Linked DNA regions of Callithrix jacchus: region 1 is linked to region 2. The links are chromatin contacts, called in public Hi-C maps. All regions are on one chromosome and are shown on one strand. Each heading gives the region's core, a stretch centred on a gene start, on an enhancer-like site or on the middle of the called end of the contact. The rest is flanking DNA. Distances are from core to core; before and after follow the strand shown. Region 1 holds the start of RXRG (retinoid X receptor gamma). Region 2 overlaps UCK2 (uridine-cytidine kinase 2).

What was found. Hi-C and Micro-C count contacts between places; a contact is called where the count stands out from the background.
Region 1: a Hi-C map of induced pluripotent stem cells shows a contact between it and region 2, with 5 times the contacts expected there. The contact joins the promoter of RXRG here to the enhancer-like site in region 2. A contact is called at or near these places in 3 of 3 Hi-C or Micro-C datasets (induced pluripotent stem cells and skeletal muscle).

The regions. Positions count from the first base shown.
Region 1 is chr18:36,212,334-36,216,767 of calJac240_pri, reverse strand. It overlaps RXRG (retinoid X receptor gamma), which reads right to left and starts at 3,045. Exons shown (of 16, transcript XM_078355043.1): 1 at 3,004-3,045. MGST3 (microsomal glutathione S-transferase 3) reads left to right here and starts at 3,126. Exons shown (of 6, transcript XM_035280028.3): 1 at 3,126-3,283. The coding sequence starts at 3,250.
Region 2 is chr18:35,926,166-35,931,082 of calJac240_pri, reverse strand. UCK2 (uridine-cytidine kinase 2) reads left to right here. Exons shown (of 7, transcript XM_002760436.6): 7 at 1-2,033. Among named protein-coding and RNA genes, the nearest start is that of UCK2, 89 kb to the left of the region's middle. Within about 2 kb of position 1,607, at least 2 of the 16 cell types and tissues checked have an H3K27ac peak or open chromatin away from gene starts, as enhancers often do.

The DNA of each region.
Region 1 (4,434 bases), core at 1,796-4,295, 280 kb before region 2:
TGCTGAGTTTCCAGACAGGAGGAGGATGGACTAATTAATTTCTCAAGTTCACCTTCAAAACCAGACTCTGATCCCACACTTTCAGAATAAGGGAACATACCCAACAAGTTAAATAACCCTGGTCTGAGGATTCCTAGGAACCCATTTGAACAGTGCACAATGCAAACACAACAGATATCTTCTGCCAGCTCTTTTCCATTTTCTCTGCTATGTGTGATATTTTCCATGGATGAGACCAGAGATGTTTGGTTGTAATGACTGTCAGATGTTTAAACAATTTTGTTGCTGAAACATGATAATTTCCAGAAGCCCCTTTTCTGTACACGGTTTCTTTTGCTAAGACCCACCACAAAGAAAATGAGTTGTACAAGAAGAATGGCAGAAGATCTGGAAATTAACCAGGAAAATGGACCATAACATGCTTCAAACAAAACAAAAAAATTATTAATAGGAAACAGGCCAGTTTCTAAGGGTCATGGAAAGAATACACATTGGGTTTCCAGCATCTGGCTATGTTTCAAAGTCAGTAACCTCCAACTTGTCAGGGAGGATTGTGGTTAATGCTGTGAAAGACATGTGCTGAAAGATTTCTAGTTGCCCTTAAATTCCTGAATTTCTAGTCAGGATATCATACCACACATGTGCAAAACAGAAAAGTCTGGTAAAGTCTAAGTGGGTCCTGCTGTAAGTATATAAAATCTTAACTTATAAAATCAATACATTAGGTAATCACTTATAACAAAAAAGGATTAACTTGAAAATATTTTTAAATAAAATTTTCCCTCTTCATATAGTAGGTTGAATTGTATGAAACTGCAAATATTTGACTCTTTTTGACCCAAAACCCCCCAAATTCTGGCGATTCAAGCTATACATTTCATTAACAACATCGGTACTAAAAATTTAAAGAATATTAGGAATCCCTACAAATTGCAAGGTTGCAGAAATAAAAAATTTTTTAAATTCTCAAATTACAAAGATTTTGTTCAATGTTTTCCATTTTTATCTATATATTTTTTTCAGGGATGTATCTAAAGCCTTGTTTAATCTGAATACCACAATATCTAATCAGTGATGACTAAGAAGAATTCTTTTTTTTTTTTTTTTTTTTTTTTTGAGACAGGGGCTCACTCTATAGTCCAGGCTGGAGTGCAGTGGTGAGCACAATTTTGGCTCACTGCAACCTCCACCTCCCAGGGTCAAGTGATTCATGTCTCAGCCTCCCTGGTAGCTGGGATAACAGGCGTGTGCCACCAAGTCCAGCTAATTTTTGTATTTTTTGGTAGCTATGGGGCTTCATCTGGACTAAGAATTTCGGTAATAAATTTGGCAATGCTTAAAATAATAGGAATACACTCCATATTTATATGTTTTTTATATTCTAAAGTAGCTTTAAATGAAATGACTCTATTAAGCCATTTCCTCAAATCATTTGTGTGAAAATGAGAGAGATAGAAAAGGGAGAGAGAGAAGGAAAGAAGGAAAGATGGACTAATTTTAACTATCAGAATTTAGACATCCTAATGAGGATTGCTTTTCAAAGACACCCCTTGGAAGCTACATATCTAATTCCAGGTGACACTACCACACTGATCAGAATGTTCATGGAAATCCTCTTTGGAATCACTTTTCAAGCTACATAAGAAAACCCGTACATTCCTTAATAGTCATATTTTTTCTTTTTCTTTTTAAATTCCAAAATGGGGTGCCCACCTAGCTCAGTTAGTAGAACAGGAGACTCTTAATCTCAGGGTGGTGGGTTCAAGCCCCACATTGGGTGCTGTTTCCCAGCACTCTGGGACGCCAAGATGAGCAGATCACTTGAGCTCAGGAATTTGAGACCAGCCTGGCCAACATGGCAGAACCCTGTCTCTACAAAAAAAAAAAAAAAAATTATTCAGGTGTGGTAGCGCATGTCTGTAGTTCCAGTTACTTGGGAGGATGAGGTGGGAGGACCACTTGAACCCAGGAGGTGGAGGCTGCAATGAGCCCAGAGTGCCACTGCACTCAAGCCTGGGTGACAGAGTGAGACCCTGTCTCAAAAAAAATAAGGAAAAAAAATAAGGAAAAAAAACCCAGCCTTTTGATCTACTTAGTTCCAAATGCTTTTTGACTATTTGCTAAAATATATACATACATGCATACATCAAAACAAAAACGACTCAGGAAAGGGAAATATTTTTACACTGAGGATATCCAAGAATGCTGGGTACATTATTCCACTTTCCCTTTTTGTCTGCTTATTACCCACCTCCTCCATCAGTGCCCTCCACCTTCTGACAGAAAACCAGGTCTTTTCTCTTTAAACCAAGGGGATTCAAAATGATATGGGGGGAATGTCCCTTACAGTGGCCAGCCGCAATCCCACGAGGACTTCAGCATATTCCTTTACTCCTTCTGCGTCTTTTAACATATCTGAAAATAAAAAGTAGGTAAACTGTACCTACTTTTCAGAATGTGGCAGGGATTCGAGGTGTTATCTCTCTATGTAGAAGGAAACACTTTAGGCTCCCAAGTAACAAAATGTAAATGTCTAGCAAGTATTAAAAAAAAACACACACACACAGTAGGAAAGGTATTTTTCTCATATAAAAGGCCAAAAGTAAGGAAGTGACAGAAAGGCTGAATGCCGACCTTTTCAGAGTTTACGTATTTTAAACAATTACACTGAAATTACACTGACCCATAAAATAAAAGTATTTCTTGTGCCCCTGTCAAAAGCAAGTGGGTTTTTACTTCAAGGGTGAATAATAATAATGCTTTGGGGATGACGAATAAAAGAGCTTCCCCTGACTGGCCGAGGTGAAGCCATCGGGGCTATCCCACCTCTCCTCGTCGATCTGGAAGGCTTCCTGAAGGAACTGGGGTTTGTGTCCCTGGCACTCCGGGGACCTGCTTCGGGCTCAGCGCGCTGCCTGGGGGCCTCCGCGCTCGCTCTGGCAACAGGCCGCCCCGAGTCGCGGCCAAAGTCCCTGCTATGCAGACCTAGGCGACCGCACTTACCAAGCGCGAGGAGTCGGCCCAATGAGCTCCGCCCTCTCCAGCGCGCTTTCCGTGATCCACCAATCAGGTGCTGCTACAAAAGCCCGAGCTGAGTGGTCAGCTTCCCTGGGAGGGCGGGGTTTAGGGAAACAGAAACTGGACGGAAAAGGGGGCTGTTTTTCCCCTTGCCTGTGACATGGATGTTAGTGACTAAAGATCAAAATTCCAGTTAAAGGAGGAGCCGAGACTTGTAAGCCGACTGTTACTATGGGGCCAAGAGAGAGGTTTCAGAGGAATCCCAGTAAGTGAGAGTGCTGGGATGTGGGAGGGGCCCACGGAGTCCCCCTGCGTGTCTGAGATCACACCCTGCTGGGTACCCTGCCGGAGTGTGCTGGAGGAGGTGACTGGATCAAGACTCCAGAGTTTGCTCCTGAGATGGAAAAACAAAACAACCCAATAATAATACTAATAATGACAGCCCTGGGAGGGGACGGTTGCAACAGGTCTTATGAGAAAGTAACTGTGGAGGTTCAGGGAAGGTGTGGGCATGTTGGTGAAGTAAGGTTGTGAGTGGAAGACGAAAATGCCGCTTCTGGGGAAGAGAATACCGTCAGAAGGAAGGAAAGGAAGGAGGGAGTGCGAGGGGAGGGGAGATCAAGGGAGAGGAGGAAAGGAGAGAAAAGAAGGGAGAGGCGGATAGGGGAAGAGGGAAGGGAATACGTTGAGGTGATTGGTATTCTGCCAATCCCATTCTGCATGCTAGTGAGACCTAGCAGGGACTAGAGTTTCAGGAAGTAAATATGAGCATAATGAAGGATAACAGAGAGGAAAGAAAAAGGAAATAATTGAAAAGTTTGAAAGAAGAAAAGCAGCAGCTGAACCAGTCTGGGGGGTGCGGGGGATAGAAGGAAATTAAAATTATCTAAGCTTCTGTTTCATGGATAGAAGGACGATATTTTCTGGCCCATTATCAGGATACAAGTTGAAAAAAAAAGCTATTGAACTTGTGGGGAAAGTGGCTGGTTTAAATTAGCCCTGCCCCTGAAAATCTAAGCTGTGTTTGTGGGTCTTATGGTTGAGTTAACTCATAGGCCCAGGAGAGGAAGGATGAAAGGATGCCTGGATGACCCGCAAAGAATTTGCATCAGGTCAACACGCAGAGCATGTATGCTACTTTCTTCAGAAACCTTCAGGAGTCATAGACTACGGTCAGTTCTTTGTCGGAATTACTTTAGATTTACTACAGTTGTTTTCTCAGCAAATGCACATAAAGCATGGAATTGTTCTTAGCTGTGCAGACCTTGTCTATTTTCTGAAAGGAATAACAATACTAACTTTTAACGCCCTACATACATGACATCTTTGTACTTTTCAAATCACCGTGTTACCCCCTTCCCTTCTCCTCTGACAGTGCCTGGCTGAATCTCTCCTATTCTCACAATGGCTTTGCCT
Region 2 (4,917 bases), core at 358-2,857:
TCAAGAGACCACGCAGGCTCTGAAAGGAGCTCCTAGTCACAGCCGCCTATTTGAACCAAGGGAAGGGTGCCAAGGTGCCTCCGTTGAAAGCCGGTGCTCACTGGGATGGCTGAATTCTGGAGTGTGTGTTTAGGATCAATCATTATTATCCTTGTAGTCATGCCTTGATCACTTCTGAGATGAAGCAGGGATCGCAGGCCTGGGTTAGCATCCTGAGGACACAGGGGGCCTGGCCTTGATGGCACAGGCTCTGCTCAGGTGAAGCCCACCCATGTCTGGGAGATAGCCTTGGTCTTTCAGTGGGCAGCGTGCTCAACTTTACTTGAAGCTCCCAGGTGCCAAACCATTTAGTGCCTTGGCTGTTTATCCCACTGCCTTGGAAGATGGACTCGTCTCATCTCTGAGCCTTTACCTAGCCGCTTCCTCATCTACCTGTGGTGTTGGGACCAAGCCTCCAATATCTCTGAGTAGCCCACTGCTAGCTTGGAAACAGCTATAGGGCTGCCCTGCCCCTTGTCAAATGATCACCAATTCTTGGTGGCTTGGCTAGGGACACTGAGCAGTGTCTGCTGGGGTCTGTGACACATTGTGTCTGGAGCAAGGAAGGGATGGAAGGCTCTACCCCTCCGTGGCAGCCCAGCATTTAGCCAACTCTGTATCTGAAATTGAGCTTTCTATGGAACAAACAATGGTCTTAGTTTTTTAAGAGTCTCTGGGTCTGATTCCATGGAGAGTTGGGAGTAGAATTATTAGTCCGGAAACTATGACATTTGCCATGTAGGTACTTTTTGCTGTTCAGGGAGGAGGCACAGATGAGCAGAGTGGGGTGATGTTGGTTGTATGTATATGGGAGTCCCCTGGCTCCAGAGCCGTCCCATGGTGCTCGGTTCTCTCCCTGCCCAGGTATTGTGTGTGGACCAAGTGCTTAGGAAACAAGCATAGAAGCATTAAGTCACAGGAAGGCCTGGCCTCGCACTCTTTCACACTGATGGGACGTCTACAGACCCAAGTTTCTTATTCTCAGGCAGCCTGAGACCACTATGAGCAGAGAGATGGGAATCTATGTAAGAAGGATACAAGGGTCCTTTGATTTGTAGTGGATAGAGGAGGCCCTTGCAAAGGCAGTGGGTTAAACAACAGGATGTCTGTGGGACAGGCCAGGGGAGGAGTGCAGAGACAGGGTCTCCAGTTCACCTTGCTGCAGAAGTAGCGTAATTGTCCCTGCTTCTGGTCTTGGCCACTTGGCAATCATGGGGAAGTTGACACCCTGCCTCACTTGGGCTTGGAGCTGGTTACTTGTGGCCACACCCGGGCTGGGCTGCCAGAGTTGCATTAGGCTGCTGGGTTGGGCTGGAGGCTTGTGCACACCTCGGAGCCGTCGGACAGCTGGAGGGCTGGGAGCCTGCTTGGTTTGTATGTAACTTCCCTTGCTAACCTCCTGCACTTTCCTTGACTTAGCAATCTTGCCCTGCACAAGCCCCCACGGCTATTGGAGGGAAGTAGCCTCTTGCAGGGAAATATTTTCCTCTGCCCTGGAATCTCCTGTGTGCCTGTTAAAGATTCCAGGGCCAAGAACTGGGCAGGCTAAGGAACAGCTAGGAAGGTGGGTTCTGGCCTTCAGGACTGCTTCCTGAAGGGACCACCTTCTCTACCACCCTTGCCCTTTACACTGCTCAGGGCGGGCGGGGGGAAGCACTCAAACAAAACAAGGAACTAACTGGCAAAGGCATAAGTGGATGCATCCAGAGCCCAGTCCCCTTTCATCTTGTCTCTGGGCCTTCTGCCGCCCTCCTCGTACTGGGGACTGGCATTCCAGGTCAGCTTTGCTGTCGTCTTAGAGGCAGGGAGTGCCTACCCAGTCCTGCCACAGGAGCAGGGTGAGTAGCTAAATACAGACTTAGGCTTTCCCCCGCCCCCCTTTTAAGATGCTTGCTCCTCTCCCTTTTCTTTTTACCTCCCTACCTTTATTGTTAGTGGTTACGAAATGACCACACATTATGTACTTTGCTGTAAATAAAGATGAACAAAAAGGATGTGGCTCTCGCCTTCTGTGTGGTGCTCAGCCCAGAGCAGCGACAGAGTCCTGGCTGTGAGGCCGGAGTGGCTCAGGAAGGGCCATGCTGTGCATGTGCGGTGTAGATGTGGTCACCAGGCCTGCTGTCACGAAGCCTCAAGATCCTGGGGTGTATGAGGGGCAGACCCCAGGCCTCATCTGCGCTCAGATACCAGTTCAGGTGAGCGGACTTTCAGTTACTGTCAAGTGCAAAGCCTGGGCCAAGATTTCTGGGAGCCTTTGGTTCTTAGGACATTCGGGTGCTGTGCTCCCCGACGCCATCTACTTTATCCGGCCTCTGCCCCCATTGCCTTCCTCAGGCTGGTGACCCAGCCCCTCCCTTGCTCAAACAAACCCTTTTAAAGTATAAACCCTTTTGAGGGAGGTGGGTGGAAAATGAGGAAAATTTACATGGAAACAATGCAAAGAATTGCAGGTCACACACAAGGCACACTGCGTACTCTGCAGTGAGTGAATGTGCGTGTATGTTCATCCCTGTTTGTCAGACCTAGAACACCCACCAAAGGTAGAAAAATGATTGGCTTTTGGTAGGGTGTGGTGGCTCATGCCTATAATCCCAGCACTTTGAGAGGCCAGGGCAGGAGAACTTCTTGACGCCAGGAGTTCAAGACCACCCTGGGCAACAGAGCGAAACCCCATCTCTACTAAACAAAAATTAGCCAGGTGTGGTGGTGTATGCCTGTAATCCTAGCTAGTCGGGAAGCTGAAGCATGAGAATTGCTTGAACCCAGGAGGCAGAAATTGCAGTGAGCCAAGATCACACCATTACACTCCAGCTTAGGCAACAGAACAAAAAAAAAAAAAAGGAAATAAAATGGACTTTTATGCTCTTTGTAGCACCCTAGTCCCATCAGCTTGCCACCTTTCTTAGCTTCTTGTTTATCTCTTCTTCCACTGCCTACCAGGCACCCAGTGATTGTCATTCATGAGCAGAGCCATTCTCTTTCCAGCCACTGGCTCCACTCTGACAGGTGCAACCCCATCTGTGAATTTAGCAGGTTTTTAACAGGATCTGCTCTCACGAGGTGGCTGTGTTTTAAACAACACTCAGGTGCCCCTGCAAGAGCTGGTGTAAGCATCTTTGTCAGCTTCTGGTAGATGAAGACATCGTGAGTCACAGTAAGTGGCTTGCCTCGTGTCACATAGGCAGTGGTCCTGCAAGCCGGAGCATAGCTGTGGTCCAGTTTCCCTCTGCACTGCTCACAACCTCGCCTGTGCCAAGCCGACTGCTTCTGGACTTTGATGCTTTGCTTGGGATGCCACTTGGTTCTCAGTGCATTTCTGCACCTTTGCTGTAGCTGGAGGGGACTGTGGTGCAGGCCAGTAACACCCCGAGTTGATTTTTTTTTTTGTCTCCCCACCCTTGTGTCACAACATCCTCTGAGCCATCCTTCAGCTCCACAGCTAGGAGGAGACGCCTGTTTGACTAGTGCTGTTTTAATCGAACCATTAATTAGGGTAGATTAAAAGAAACCTGTTAGGACCTGCTGAAAGGGTTTAAATAAGGGCTGGAAAAGGAGACGTGGGATGTGGGAAAGTGCTTTGAGAGGACGGGAAGAGATGGATTTCTGTCATTTGGTGCTGGGGATATGTTTAGATTTCTATTTCAGAGCAGACTCATCAGATTACTTTCTAAATCCAAAGTGAAGTAAAACTACTTGCTAGATTTTGGATTTATTTGTGTGTGTGTGCATATATGTATCTATCTATATATATGCTTATATTTTTTTGTGAACTAAACTTAAGTTACCGATTCTCAATTAAATAAATGGAGGTGAGGGGAAGGAGAGTATGAAGTTGTACCTTATACACACTCCCTTTTCATGGAGCCAAATCCATGCTTCACATGGCCTTCTCATATTGAGGATGTGTTTGGACTGGATCTGATGGTGCCTATGACATGGTGCCTAGAGTGAAAACGGTGCAGGGTTTAATGCAGTGATTGCTGAATTCTGACTGTCCTGGCCCAGGAAAAGCCACCATGGCCTCTGCCTAACTAGCTCACGTCATGATGGAGTTCTATGCTGAAAAGCCCAGTTTTTCACCCTGGGTAATTGTAGTTGTGGATGTTCTCAAGATTTCTCTTTATGATGGCATATACTTTCTCTTCTGTTTCTGAAATTTTCAACCTGCATTGTAATATTCACATTCGACTTGTCCAGCTCTCGTTACACCTTCGTTTTATCCTTAAAACAGTCCCGCGAAGTATGTAAGGAATGTGGTTATGCTCCCGTTTTACCGAGAAGGAAACGGATTTTAACCCAAAGCAACTGCTGGGCCGTAGGGCAAGCTGTGCTAGTCAGGTTGTCTGATGTGTGCCTGCCATCTAATGGTGGGATTCAGATTGCAACAGGAAGGTTGTTTCGGGTTGCGGAACACGTGGTGGCTTGGATACTAAGAGACTTGTCGGAGGATCCCTAGAAGTCTCTCTGTTTGTTTTTTTCTGGAAAAAAACTTTTTTTTTTTTTTTAAAGAAATGTGGGAAGATCTTGCTGTTCCCCAGGTGGGTCTTGAACTCCTAGGCTCAAGGGATGGGATCCACCTGCCTCAGCCTCCTGAGTAGCCGGGACTATAGGCATGCACCACAGCGCCTGGGGTTTGGAAAGTTTTCATTAAAGTCTTCACCAGGGGAGATGAAAGCTGACCCTCTTAATTTCTCTGTTGCTACCATCTGTTGTAGTGGTTCCACAAGCCGGCCATCATAATCAGTGGGTGGGTTTGTTTAAAAACTTAGCGGGATCCATTCCTGAGAATTCTAGGGAAGGAATCTTTTTTCTTTTTTTTTAAGATGGGGTCTCACTGTGTGGCCCAGGCTAGAGTGCGGCATGGTCATGGCTCATTGC